Linked DNA regions of Mus musculus: region 2 is linked to region 1. A link is a contact called in public HiChIP or PLAC-seq data. All regions are on one chromosome and are shown on one strand. Each heading gives the region's core, a stretch centred on a gene start, on an enhancer-like site or on the middle of the called end of the contact. The rest is flanking DNA. Distances are from core to core; before and after follow the strand shown. Region 1 has its middle 44 kb from the start of 4930474N09Rik. Region 2 overlaps Foxn3 (forkhead box N3).

Region 1 (7,382 bases), core at 1,407-3,906:
TGACGTGGTGAATAGAACACTAATCACCCTACCACATCAGCAGGTCGAGCTGTGGGGTGCTGGAACGTACCATCTCTACCCTGGTTACCAGTCTTCCTTGACAGGTCTTGCTTGAAGTCCTGCCTCCAGGTGTGCCCCATTCTAGTTTCCCACTCTGCAGCCAGAGGGGCTCCATGCCACTCCTCACGAGTTAGACTCTGTCTTCAAGAGAACCTACAACTTCTTAAAGCTCCCAATCTACCAACCTGTGCAGTGCAGTATGGATCCTGTGCCTCAGCCCTTCCCCTACTCTCCTGTGGAACCTATCCTGCCTCCTGAGGCATCCCAGTGATCACTGGGTATTGTCTGAGGCTACTGGAGAAACACAGACAAGCTTTTCTACACCTCACCTCTTAACAACGAATACATTTGTGGGAACTAGGAGACAATTCCTTCTCAGAACACACCATACCTCTCTCTCACCTGCCCCACTTCCCAGTAGCATCCTCAATACATTTCCCCAGGAAATGGTTTATTTGCCTGGCTTGAGACTCTCTCCTCTTGGGAACAACGCAGTGATGAGCTAATGTAGTAGTACAGAACTGATCTATTCCTGCAGGTGTCAGAACATTCACCCACCCCCACCCCCACCCTCAGAAGGAAGAGAAGAACTTTGAGGGGAAAGAGATGGGGCCAGGTTACCTTTAAAATTTCTATATAATGGGAAAAATGGACTTAAGCCACTTTTGTTGGTGTCTCTACCTATGTAGAATTACACTGTACAGCTGAAAAAGATGGCTGCCACTTGGCTTGAATTTTTAACACTTTTACTGTTATTAAAAAGTCTTCCATTTTCTGCTTTTTATTTTATGTATGTGAGTGTTCGCCTGCACATATGTCTGTCTGTGCACCAGCATGTTTGTCTGGTACCCGCGGAGGCCAGAAGAGAGTGTAGATGCAGATGCTCTGGGATTGGAGCTATAGATGGTTGTGAGCAGTTATGTGGTTGCTGGGAACCGAACCTGGGTCCTCTTCAAGAACAACAACCATTTAGGCTTCTCTCCACTTTTTTATTATGATTTTCAAGTAAAGGAATATTAATAAATGCCTCCCTTGGGCACAGTTCTTATTGGTGTGTGAATTAAAAGTAGGGGGCAGAGAGATGGCTGGAGGTTTGAGAGGCCTTGATGCTCTTGTAGAGAACCCAGGCTCAGTTCCCAGCATCGTATGGATGATTATAATCATCATCAACTCCAGTTCCAGGGCATCACGAGCCCTCTTCTGATCTCCATGGTCACCGGGTACATACATACTTCACTTAACCACCCGTAGGCAAAACATTCAGATTCACAAAATAGAAGTAAATAATCTGGTTGTTTTGTTTTGTTTTTTGCTTAAGAGCCTGGAAAGCTAACATTGGGTCAGGATGTAGCTCAGTTGGTGGAGTACTTGCCCAGTCTGCACAAAGTCTTGTATTTGATATTGCATACAATGGGCTGTCGGGACACATGCCTGAATCCCAGCTGGCTTAGCGAAGGGAGCAGCAGGCGCTCACTGATTGCCGGGGTGGGCTAGCATTTGGTAATTGGCCATTAGTCATGAATGTGGTTATTATAGTCTTGGATAAAACACACATTTGTCTTTTTTTTTATTGTTTTGATGTGTTTGTGTATGCATGTGTGTGTGTGTGTGTACGCACATGTGCAGGTGCACATACATGCATACGTGTGTGTACAGGCCAGTGGTAGACATCAGATGTCTTCAGTTGCTCTCCACCTTATATTTTGAGATAGTATCTGTCCCCAAACCTGGCGCTTACCCGTTTGTTAAGACTGCTGTCCTGCAAGTTCTCAGAATCTTCTTGCTGCTGCCTCCCCCGGAACTAAAAGTGGCAGGCACATGCTGCAACATCTGGCTTTACCATGGGCCCTGGAGATTAGGTTCTCCTGCCCACATGACAAGCTTCACCAGCTGAGCTACCCCCCAACCTGAACAAAATATTTTAAATGGCTCACGTGTCTACTCACAGAGATGAACAGAGTGATCCAAAGGCAGAGGGAGTCAAGGAAGGCACAGTAAAGATAAAGAAGGCAAGCCTTTCTCCCCATCAGTGCTCCCGCAGTAGCTGTGGGCTCTCAGAATGAATCTTCATTGGTACCGATAGCCGTCTTCAACTTTTCGCAAAGGAATCCAGACACCAGTTATCAGAGCTCACACATCAGAGGTGTTTGTTTCAGGAAGCTGGTAGAAAGCTAAGATTGTGCTGCTCAGCCATGTGTCCTCCAAAATTGATTTTCTAAAGTCTGCTAAGAACAAGGGAGGCATGGAGGCGTATTTAGGCTCTTTTGGGTATCAATTCCCCCTTCCCTGCTGGTTTTTGTTTGGCATTTGTTCAGCCATGTCAAACCCCACAAGCCACAGTAATAAGGGGCTCTTGGTCTATACACATCTTGGCCTTGTGGCATAATCTGGCGTTTTAATGTCCAAGCATGTTTTTAGTGGGCCACGGGGCTACGGGGCCATGGGTTAAAGGCTCAGTGCTTGCGGTCTGTCTCTTTGTTGTGATCCTTACCTGTTTCAGGATGGCTGGCCTTTCCTCCCAGTTTATGCTGTCCTGACCTTTTGCCCAGAAGGAGCACAAGTACTCTGATGTTGGTGGGTAGGCGGGCTCAGTCTGGCCTGAGGTACCCGTAATAAGTATCATCCGGAAACTTCTTAGAAACCGAGTCCTGCCCCAACTCAGTCTTGGGAAGTCACGAGCTCTTAGGTAGAACCAGAAAGTCTGTTTTTCCCAGATGCAGGGAACTCTGAAGTTCAGGGAATTCTGAGGATCAACAGGATAGAAGATCTGTCTCATGACCACCTAAAAAGGCAAGCTAGGGCGGCCGCAGGCAGCCACTGAGTCGGAACATTTGCTTTTGTCCTTTGAGAAAAGGACCTCTGTTTGAGGACAAAGCTGGAAATGGACTCTCATTGCTTCTATTCTACGGGAGTCAGAGCATTGACTCAGCATGCCCCACCTCCCCTTTTGCTCCTTCCTTCCTCTCCCTCCCCCTCCCTCCCTCTCCCTCTCCTTCTACCCCTCCTTACCTCTCTCTTTCCCTCTCTCCCTTGTGTATGTGGTGTGTATATGTATATTTTCTTAAGCACTTACAAGACCGGAGTTTCTTGGCTGAGCCTATATTTTTTTCCTTTTGTGACTTCTCAGTTCACTGGGATGTGTTTTTTCTACCGACTTATAGACTTTAATAAAGTTGCCAGTTTATATATTTCCAAACTACTGCAAAATTTTACAATTTTATTTGTCTCTACCTTTTCTTTTGCGTTGTTTGGAGCAGCCTCTGTAGCATGCACATTTTATATTTTATGTAGATAAATGGTTGACCTTTAGTGTGCTTCAATTTTATGCTTAGGAAAGCCATCCCTGTCACTTAAAAAAGCAAACAACTATTCTACTGTAATTATTTTCTGTTTTTATTTGATACTTTTTAAAGTCTTAGGTCTTTGCCTGGAGTATGGGTAATGTGTATTTTCCTCAAATAGATAATCAACTTCCCAAGTTTTAAAAACATGTAATCAATCTTAGCCTCTTTTCCTGTTTCTACAGTAACGTCATATTCTGATCAAAGCAACTTGAGGGAGGGAGGGTTTATTTTAGCTCACAGTTCAAGACATAATCCATCTTGTCTGGGAAATTGTCTCTGCTATCTGCTTGCCGGCGCCATTTTACACAGTTCAGAATCCCCTGCCCAGGGATGGTTCCACCCACAACTAAGATGGCTCTCTCTGCATCAGCATCCTCCCCCATAGTCTCCCAGGTGACTCCAGAGTTTGTCAAGTCGACAGTTAACATTAGCTCTCCCGGAGCCTAGGAAAACGGTTGTGTAATGTGTGTTCACCAACAGCCTTCCTCTACTCACGTTAAACACCGTCCTTGTCATATCCTGAGTTCTAGACTCCACCTCACCCTCCAGAGCCATCATTTCTCCAACAATATTCTACCTTTTGTATACTTTCCTATAGGTTTAGGTGTCTGGTAGGGTTTCTTAAAAAACTGGGTTGTCTTGTGCATTTATTTTGCCAGATGGATCAGCTTTTGAAATTCCATAACAATTGATTTAAACACTGGCAGCTTGGTGGGAGAGAACCAGATACTGTGACGAATTTGAATCCAAAAGCAGACCTTAGAGCGCCCTCTATTTGTTCACTCCTCCTGAGCAAGTGATAATCTTCCCTGGAAAAATCTTACGCATATTCATTTGCTACCATTAGGTATTTAAAAATACTTTCCATTGCTAGTCTGATTGTTGCTAATAGGCATCTCATCAATTAGTGCGAGAGTAAAGGAGAGCTATGATCCTAAAGGGAAGCCAATCGTCTTGTATCCTGCTTATTTCTGATATTATTTGTGAGTTTTTGGTTGACTGCATTAGATTTTCTAGGTAGACCATCAGATCCGTATTATTTTTCTGCATGTAGCTGAAAACTAGATTCTGAACCAATTTTACTCTTTTAAACTTCCATTTTTAGAGTCTAATTTTATCTTTATTAATTACGTCCTTAAACTTTCCTTAGATGTACTCCATTCTCGTTTGTGAGTTCTGGAGTTCAGTGACAGTTCAGTAATTTGTTTGCAATTTTTAAATTACATTTATGTGTTTTTGTGTATGGATTAGGTGTGTGGGACAGTACACGACCTGCTGCCACCTGGGGAAGTTAGAGAACAATTTTCTGGGACTCAATTCTCTCCTTCTCTGGAGTTAAACTCAGGCCAGCCACGCTCAGGCAAGCACTAACAAGTGCTAGATTTACCCTAAGCGGAGCCATCTTGCCAACCCCGCCATGTTATTTGCTGAATGTCTCAAGTTTCGACTGGATTCTCCTTTGACGGTACACCATGGAGTTTATTACACAGTGTCCTCATTTCTGTTCACCTCTGTGTCTGTCTTCAGCCATTCATAGATTTCCTTTTTAACATTTCCAGCATAAATAGTATCTCGCTAGAATTTTCTTCCTGAAATGGATTCTTTTCACTCCCCAGTGAATCGAGTGACACTTGCTTCGATTGTTGAATATCTAGTTCATTCATTTTAGCTGCCTTATAACAGGTCATTTGCAGGAATATGTTCAATGCCTCTATCCCTCCCGTTGATAGATATTGAAATTGTAAATTCTCTTGCTATCAGCAGCTGTACCGCAGAGAATACAGTGTGCACGTGTTTCTTTCTGGCCATGATACTTCAATAAAAATTAGAGAGAGCCTACTGGGCTGGCAGCTTGGGAACACAGTGGCTCTAAAGTACCGATTGCTCGGCGGCATTGTGTTTTTAAGAGACATTTATGAATGATGTGCTGTGTGGCAATTTATTTCAATGGTCTGGTGCTTTCCAACTCCAGCTGCCCATTAGAATTGTCTGGGGATGTGTTTTTTAAAAATACTGTTCTCCAGATCTGCTTCACAACAGCTAAATCAGGATCGCCGGAGCTGGGTTCAGCCCCAGTATCTTTACAAATCTCTTCAATGCTTCAAAACTGTGGTGTTCTTTGGAAACTACAGGACTTGAAGTGGAGTCATTTTCACCACCTCTGCTCTGTCCAGATTTGCAAAGGGATTTTGGACTGGGCGTGGTAGTAGGTCAGTTTGGATCCACTACATTATTTGTAATACTAAAAATACAATTTAGACAAAAATTATTTTTTTAAACTAGGCTGGAGAGATGGCTTAGCAGTCAAGAGCACACATTACAGAGGTCTGGGCCCGATACCCATGTCTCAGATCTTTTATGGGGGAGAATCTGTATTTCATTTATCAAGCCAATCTTGCTTCAGAAAAGCTGGCTGCTCGTAGAACAGAAAAGGGAAAAAGAATCTACTTTATTGCTTAAAGGAACAAGGGATGTAGGGCACTTATCAAAACTCTGCTGGATAAAGTGTCTTAATACGTTCATTTAAAAGAATAGGTGGACTTTAAACAAATATTAGGCCACATTAACTTGCCAAGAGGGCAGAAAGGACTCATGACCTTCTTGGATTGATGATGTTATCTTTGCTGCTTCAATTAACATGCCAAGTGTGGGAGAGCTCGCAGTGGAATTCCAGCCACCCTTAGCAGAAAGGCTGCTGCCAGGCCGGGAGCAGCCGGCAGTAGATGTGATCGCAGGCGAGCTGTCTTAGAGTAATGGCTTTATGCCCTGTTGTTCTTCTTCAGTAGCAGTGGTGTTGGCTACAGGTAGATGCCTATCGCTGCTGTTATGGGGTGCAGGGGAGGTTGGCAAAACTGTATTCTGCCAACTTGCAATGGGATGGAGTGTCCCTGTCCTAAGGCAGCTTCCTGTCACCCTCCTGTTTACTTACTGGGGTTACAGTGTTTTAAACAGCCCCACCCCCCCCACCCCACCCCCACTGCTACCTCTCATCCATGTCTGACTCTCTGGCAATCTGAAATTCATCTGCAACTGCTAACTAAAGCCTAGCCCTATGGGACTTGGTCTTGCATCTGTGCATTTACATCGCAGCTCCTCTTTAGTTGGTTCGGTAGGCTGATGAACCACACCCAAGATATCAAATATTTGTCCCTGGAACCTGAATGTGGTGTCTTCATAGGACTTTAGAAGAATAAAGAAAAAGAGTATGATAGAATCTCAGTGAGGTTCCTCGAATTTCTCTGATGGCCGGTGTGATCTATATAGTCACATAAAATCATTCATACATATGTGAAAGGAAAGCAGTGAAATTGTGTCGAGGAACAAAGGAGACAAACAGGAGACTGGAAGGGTGAGAAGCGGGGGGTCAGGAGAAATGGGCTGGAGCAGGGAAAATGTTCAATGTACAACAGAGACTCCTATGAAAAGTTATATAAATGAGTCAGGGACCCAGGAACGCGGCTGAATTGTTCAGGGCTTGCTGTGCAGGCATGAGGACCTGAGTTCAGATCTCGAGCACCTGTGTAAAAAGCTGTTGCTGCTGAGACAGGTGGATTCCTGGAGTTCTGTGGCCTGCCACTCTAGATGGAGAGGTGAGCTCTGGGTTCTCACCTGTCTCAAAGAATAAGGTGCGGAGAGATAGAGGAAGATAGCTGATGTTGACTTCTGGCCTCTAGCACATACATGTACCTGCATGCATTCATGTACATGCAGATGTACATGTATCTATCACGTATGTGTATACTGTATGTATGTATGTATGTGTAGGTGCATGTATATGTATGTGTGTGTATGTATATATGTGTGTATATGCATATAATATATATGTGTATGTATGTGTATGTGCTTGTATATGTGTATGTGTATGTGTATGTGTATGTGTATATGTATATGTATATACCATTTTGGAGGTGAGGAGATTGCCAAGCAGATCTTCAAGGAACACTCTAACTGTCATGGTTACTACTGTAAGAGGGAGGC
Region 2 (7,382 bases), core at 2,409-4,908, 190 kb before region 1:
GCCTGGATCAACACAAATCTTGGGCTGACGGTGGAAGTAGAAGAGGAACTGAGTAGATAGCAAGTAAAGCCCACACAGAGTGTTGTGACAAAATGACATCTCAAATCCCCCGCAGTTGTCTGAGCCCGGGCTGTGTCTTCTTTCCATTCTTGAATGTATCTCAGTTCTCAAATGCCAACAAGTTCTAGATCTGCCTGTTGTTTGTTCTTCTGACAGTGAGTGGGCATTAGTGTGCAGTGCAGTCAAGTACGCAGACAACAGAATAGTGGCATACAGAGAGACCCAGGACCCCAGTGCTTCAGCTGGGTCAGCCACCTGTTAACTTTGACCTTCAGCAAAGTGGATGGATTAGATAACATCTGGTTTTATCTGACTTGCAGTGATTTAATGTTCTGTATATCGGGGGTTCTAGTGTTAAATATATCTGGTGATTAACTGTGCTAACTCATTAAAAATGTTGTCTTGGGTTATACCAAGAGAACAGAATTGAGGGAATAGCTGTGTTTGTAGGCCGATGTTTAGAAAGCCTAGGATAGGCTAGGTAGGGGAAGAAGTAAGCAGAGTGGATGGATAGTCTGTGAGACTTAGGATAAGGCTATGCCTTGGGCCAGACACCTTTATCATCCCTTCTTCTTTGACAAAGCCAGTGATGGGGTTTAGTTGATATCAAATGTGTCAGGGAAACAACTGGAGGAGATGGCTAGTTTTCTGGATGTGGTTCCCTAGTGGGAACCTGTTGCGAGGTGGCATCTTATCCAAACAGAGAGGAAGAATCAAACTGCAGCAAGAATGAAATTCTATTCTGTGAATGAAGTTTAGACCAAAAGTCTGAGATGGCTGTGTCAGGTGGAACACGTTTTCCTGCTGTGGTATCTGGGAGTCCTTCCTGTGGTGCAGGCTCTTGGCTGAGGACATCACCAAGTATGAGGTGATACTATCAGTCTGTGCGTGTGCGTGTGTTCGTATGTCCACATGTGCATATGTGTGTGTACATGTGTCTCTGTGTGTGCACATGTTCGTGTGTGTGTGTGTGTGTGTGTGTGTGTGTGTGTGTGTGTATGTGTGTATTTGAGGCTTGGCATAGAACCAGAGAGGCCCACAGTATCCTGCTCATCTTGGGTCTTCTGTCTTCTCAGGTACACAGGAAACAGGAACTGAGCTCATCTTGGCCACAATATGTCCCTCCCTACCTTTGTGTACTGTCCAATACTTGTTAAGTACTCAAGAATAATGAACAAACTAAGAAAATTTGGGCAGGAATCTAAGGATGTAACTCAGTTGCAGAGTACTTGCGTAGTGTAGGAGAGAGCCTAGAATTGGTCCCAGTAAAAGAAAGAGAATTAGAAGACATTTTGGGCAACCTGGGCATTCTAATGGGCCACAGCTGGCAAACCTAGACCTACACATGGCCCGTCTCCAACCCCCAACCCTAAAGTACTGATTTTTTGTTTGTTTGGTTGGTTGATTTGGTTTGTTTTTCGAAATGGTTTCTCTGTGTAGCCCTGGCTGTCCTGGAACTCACTCTGTAGACCAAGCTGGCCTCGAACTCAGAAATCCACCTGCCTCTACCTCCCAAGTTCTGGGATTAAAGGCGTGCGCCACCATTGCCCGGCAAGTACTGATCCTAGTGTAGCCAAGTATCTATCCTTTTGTAATTTATCTCTATTTCCCCAGAAATAAAATAGCTTTACTGAATGTTCTGATCAGTAAGTTAGTGTACAGACTTGGTTGCTCTAGGAGACAACTCAAGAGGGAAGTGATTATAGTATAACAATCCAAGGACTCAGGAGATGGAGTTAGGGAGGTCCTGAGTTTAAGTGCAACTTGGACCACTATGTAGGGAAACACAATGGAGATGTAAGTTAGACTCACTGTTTCAGAGGTTCCCATTCATGGTAGTCGTTTCTGCTGTTTCTGGGCCATGGTCAGGCAGACCATGACACCAAGGATGTGGCCTGGCAGATTTGCTTATCTTGGAGCTAAGAATGGAGGGGGTGGGCAGGGGTATCTCTTTTTAGGGTATGTCACCAATGAACTACCTTCCCCACCTTCTGAAGTTACATCACCCCTCAAAAGAATGGCAATAGCTAGGAGCCAGTTACACAATACATGAGTCTGTGTGAAGCACAGCGTGTTCAAACCTTAGCTCATGCTCGTGTAGAGTAGTCAGGTGGAGGAACACAAAACACTCTAAAACCACCCCTATTTCCATGTTGTTTTACATCACAGGAAAACTATTAATTTTTTCTTATTTTAAAATTGTAGTCAAATAATATATAGCAGAAGATCCCATAATCACTTGTGTTTATTTTGGGATGGGGGGATATTGGGTCTCAGATCTCAGCCCAAGGTGGACTGGGACTCACTGTGTTGTCAGCTTAGAAACTCGAGCCCTATATCCTCCTGTTTCTATCTTTCAAGTGTGGGGAACACAGGTGGACCCTGCCATGTCTGACCACCATGTGTATGGTTCTGTCATGTTGAGTGTACTTGCGGTATTGTTCATATGACCTCTAGAACTTTCTCACCTTTAAAACTGATGCGATCTGGTTGAGGCAGCCACCATTCTGTTTTCTATTTCCGTGTCTGACCACAGTAGGCATCTCATCCGATCATATAGTACTGACTTCTTCACGCCTGGCTGGCTTCTTACTGCCTCTGAGATCTGTACATGCTATAGCAGCTAGGTGTCAGGATTTTCTTCCCTTTCAAAGCTAATGCTCCCTTTGTATGTGTGTTCCAGTTACTCAGCGAGCAGCACTTCCTTGGACTGTTCCTGGGTACTGAGAATAGCACTATTACCAACATGGATTGTCTTAGTCACTGTTCTGTTGCTGTGAAGAGGCACCATGACCAAGGCTACTTACAGGAGAAAGTGTTTAATTGGGGGCTTGCTTACAGTTTCAGAGGGTTAGTCTATGGCCATCATGGTGGGCAGCATGGTGACATAGAGGCCCGCATGGTGCTGGGGAAGTGACTATGAGCTTAAACATCCTGATCTGCAGGCAAAGAGAGAGACAACCTGGTATGGACTACCTGTTAATAAGTTACTGTACCTTTACATACATGGTTTATGAATAAAATAGGTGGTACTTTGGAGTGTGAATATTTCCCTCAAGAGTGTGCCATGTGCATCAACATTAACGTGTGAGATGCTCTTTTATGCCCCATGTTTAATGTCCCCATATGTAGATTTAGGTTATTCTCTGTAAATTGGTATTATAACTGTGCCTCAGTAAACATGCTGAGACTTGGCACCTTTGCCTGATAATAAAAATAGTCATTTCAGTCAAATCTTGAGTTGGATTTTCTAGGAGCAGAGCCTGAGCCAGGTTTGCATGTGAGGGATTTGCTGAGGGAGTATTGGGGGTCAGGGAAGGGACTAACACAGCAGATGAAGAGAGACCAAGCAAAGAAGGCCTAAAGTTGAGCCTTGGCCTCGACTGGAGTGTAATTACACCAGCAAATCCCCCTTGGGACCAGAAGACCAGGCTTTTACACTGTCAACCATTTATCTTGGAACTCTGTGGCCTCTTGGAATCTTCAGCTGAGAGCAGTTTGTTAAAGTCGTGGCTTTGAGCAGTTAGCCCACAGGGCAGCTGAGGGGAAGATCATGGGCCCTGGCACAGAGCATATTGGCAGATGGCTGCTGCAGGTGCTGGTAACATCTGTGACCCTGACTTTAAGCTGGGTGCTATGCTAAGTCTGTAAATGAAATGCTAACAGCATGGCGGCCTAGATGCTGGTGTGTCTCCATTATGTGGATGAAATAGAAAAACTGTCTTCTCTGCATCAGGGGAACAAGTGGAGCTGAGACAGCTTTTGGTGAATTCTAAAGCCTGGGTTCATCCTTATAAGCCCTGGAATAGAATCTACATTCATTCCTGAAGCTGAGCTGGTGGGCCACTTTTTTTTCCTGTAATCTTTGCAGGGATTGAGAGCCCTCCTTGTGTTTCCTAGTCACCATTATTCTTTCAGTCATGTGGTAGACTTTCCCACAAGGGTCTGCATCGTCTGGATATCCCCACACTGGAAACGCCGCACGTGTAATCTGACATTACAGACTTTGTAATGACACCGAGTTTTACACTGAGATGACACTGAGGCATCTTGCTCGTTCGAAACAGCCAGGAATCCAAACTCAGATGCCCATGTTTACAAAATTCAGTTTTATGGTTTGGACCATGTTTCCAACCTAACTCCCGCTGTTGCTGGGAAAACTGCATAGAAAGCCATCTCCACCGCTCCTGGCTCATCTGTGGCTCCGCCCTTCCCTGCCCCGAACCAGTAAACGAAGCTTTTGAGTTCCTTTACATTAGTTAAAGCATAGATTGTGCCATGAGATGCACGCGTACGCACGAGCATGAACACACACACACACACACACACACACACACACACACACGTATATTATCAGCATCTCCTGTGTGATGGGAGAGGCTGGGGCTTAGATTTGGGGCCTCCCTGTTTCTGTCCTCTATAGGGCTGTGACGAGGTCCAGGACAGATGGAGCATGCTAGAGCACTTCCAGAAGCACAGATTTGGGGTCCTAGAATATTGATCCACAGGAGCTACAGTAATCCCAAGCCTCTCACACGGGAGAGACCTAGTGAAGTAGAATGGCCTATAAAGGGGTGACCCTGGTGGGGGACCCTCAAACCTGACTTTGTAGTTTGGGGTCTTCTGTAAAAGAAACTTTTAAACTATCCTACATAAGGGAATAATAAGCAGGGCTGGAATATTCATCTGGGACATTGCACACATGTGCTCAGTGTGTCTGCTCGGACAAGTGTGTCTGCTCACACCAGTGTGTCTGCTCACACCAGTGTGTCTGCTCAGAACAATGTGTATGCTCAGACCAGTGTGTATGCTCACAGCTAGGGAACAGGTGTCCAGGCTTCTGGGACCCATCTCAGGGCGTGCTTGTTTGTGCCTGCCCTCTGCCGTGACACCGTTGTTTTCTCTACAAGCTGAGCCCCTCTGCTTGCACCCTAGCTTCCCCTTCAGATCCCAGCTGCCTTTTGGCCTCCAGTGCTTTCTGCATGCACTTCCTCCTCAGAGTTGTAGGAGATAACTGACCTTCAGGTTTCTGGGTGTCTCTTTTTTTTTTTTTTTCCAGGCCAAGCTAGGTAGGTCACTGGTTATTTGAAACGGGTGCCTTTTGTGATCTGCTCATCGGTTCTCCCAGTTGCTGGGCAGCTTGACCATCAGTGTAGGCATGTGTGGTAAGAGGTGTGCCACCGGCCTCAGGAGAGCAGTGTGCTCGCTCACCAGGTGTCCTCAGCCCTCCTAGCAGCCCTTCCCACTGCAGACTGGAAATACTGCCATTCTTTCAGCCAGCATGGTGGGCCTGCTGAAAACAGAGCAAGGAGGTATCCTCAGCTAAGTCTAGAAGATTCACAACCATCTTAGGACGAGTAGTTCTGTCATTTATAAGCAGGAGAATAAATACAATTTCTCATTGTCCATTTGGATCTTCTAGAAGTGCTGTGGTCTTGAATACTGACAGGGTCTGGCAGTCTTTTCTCTCTTTCTCATGCCAGTGTGCTGCACCCAAGGGTTATGTGTATCGGCAAAAGGTGAGCTGGTTTTCTGCTGATCAGTGATTACTATAGGATTATTCCTAAGTGATCCTAGATGGCTTAAAAGATAGCACTCCTTAAAGGTTTGGTTGGCAGTGGGATTGGGATGGTTTGGGTAATCTCATTGTGAACATGCAGAATACATGCAGAATACATGCAAAATACATCCAAAACATGTATGTTGGGATTGAGGAGCTCGCTCAAGGGTGAGACGCTGCGTGCAGGTGTGAGAGCCATTCCCAGAACCCTCCTAAAAGCCAGATCCAGGTTTGTGGGTTTGTCATCCTGGCACAGGGAAAGCAGAAACAGGATGTTTGGGGCCTGACCAGCCCTGTTAGCCAGGTTGGAGAACTCCTTGAGGTACTGTCCCAAAAACTAGGGTGGGGACGAGCTTGAGAAAGGTCCACCTGTCTCACTTAAACACACACACACACACACACACACACACACACACACACACACCAGAATGAGGCAATGAGGCAAAAGTCAAGCAACTAGGGAGCTACAGGAAAAGCTGCAAGCAGTGTTAAGCGCGGCACCCAAAGGACAGAGCAACAAAATCAGCGAGCGAGCGTGAGCATGCCCACACCTTCTTCTGATCCGACTTCCTCAAGGGGCTCACGCTCTGTCTAGCCTTAGCTAGTGGGCAGACTTACTCACACACCCACCGTAATTGATTCCATACTCCCCTCAGCCCTGAAAACAGTCTGCATGCTTTGATTTGAACAACCAGAATTATTTCCACTTAAACACTGGTGTAGATTTACACAGATGATCTAAGGAGCCCCCAGATTGTTCCATTCATAACAGCAGGGAGGAGAGAGACAGTCGAAGCAAAAACAGTTTGAATTTGTATGTGCGGAGGTGGAGGGAGGGTTGGGTTAGCTGAAAGGAGATGGATTCCAAGTCATGATTATGAAATTTAATAGTAATGAAATTAGCATTCCATGGGGACTATTTTCTGGGAATTCTGGTAGTGCAGTCACTGAATAATGCATTCTCCGAGCAGCCCAGACTAGGGGCCTCACGGTGGCAAATGGGTTGTTTGCTTTGTTTCAGTTGTTATGTTTAAAGTTCATCTAAAATCAATTTCTGTCTCCAAGAACTAGCCTCTTTTTCCCCCCTCACTGTAGGCGTCTGTAGGCTTTTTCTATAAAGAGTAAAATAGTAAATATATAGTATAAAATTAGCACACACACACACATACATGCACACTCAAGTTTGTTGTGTCCACTAAAGTTTTATTTCTGGGTACTAAAAATTTAATCTTATGTAATCTGCAGATGCCATTAAATAGGGGTCTTTTAATCCACACTCCGGAACACTGTAAGCCATCTTTCCCATCTAAGCTGTATGGCTTAGCTTTAAACATGAATAGAGTTTAATTTAGAGAAAATGCTGTATATTTTACACAGGAGACAGAGCTGGATTGGTGTGTGTGTGTGTGTGTGTGTGTGTGTGTGTGTGTGTGTGTGTTTGTGTGTGCGCGCGCGTGTGTGCCCGCCCGCCCGCCCGCCCGCCCGCCCGTGCGCCTTCTCCTCAGCTCCCCTCATGGGGATGAAGCAGATTCTTTAGAGCAGAAGAAGAGGAAGGGAGACTCCTCAGGAAGCTGCTGAGCTCCGCCTCTGTAAGAATTCATGAAAATGATGGTGTGGTTCCTGATTGGGTATCTTTGGGTTCTACACCCTCACGCTTGAACATCCACAAAACCAAGGATATTTACTTGGGGGAAAAAATAGAATTTTTTAAAAGGATATATTTATTTATTTTATGTATATGAGTGCACTGTAGTTGTCTTCA

The links. HiChIP or PLAC-seq counts read pairs in DNA pulled down with a chosen protein or histone mark.
Region 2: an H3K27ac HiChIP or PLAC-seq map of large pre-B cells shows a contact between it and region 1, with 4 times the contacts expected there. The contact joins two enhancer-like sites. A contact is called at or near these places in 3 of 484 Hi-C or Micro-C datasets (3T3-L1-derived adipocytes, Sertoli cells and cortical neurons) and 2 of 115 datasets of contacts at active chromatin or transcription factors (large pre-B cells and oligodendrocyte precursor cells).

Annotation. Positions count from the first base shown.
Region 1 is chr12:99,115,370-99,122,751 of GRCm38.p6, reverse strand. No RefSeq gene overlaps it. Among named protein-coding and RNA genes, the nearest start is that of 4930474N09Rik, 44 kb to the left of the region's middle. Within about 2 kb of position 2,656, at least 8 of the 459 cell types and tissues checked have an H3K27ac peak or open chromatin away from gene starts, as enhancers often do.
Region 2 is chr12:99,307,752-99,315,133 of GRCm38.p6, reverse strand. All of the region lies in intron 3 of Foxn3 (forkhead box N3), which reads left to right. It overlaps Gm46371 (a long non-coding RNA gene), which reads left to right. Exons shown (of 2, transcript XR_001780668.2): 1 at 1-3,655; 2 at 5,120-6,042. Among named protein-coding and RNA genes, the nearest start is that of Gm46371, 19 kb to the left of the region's middle. Within about 2 kb of position 3,658, at least 26 of the 459 cell types and tissues checked have an H3K27ac peak or open chromatin away from gene starts, as enhancers often do.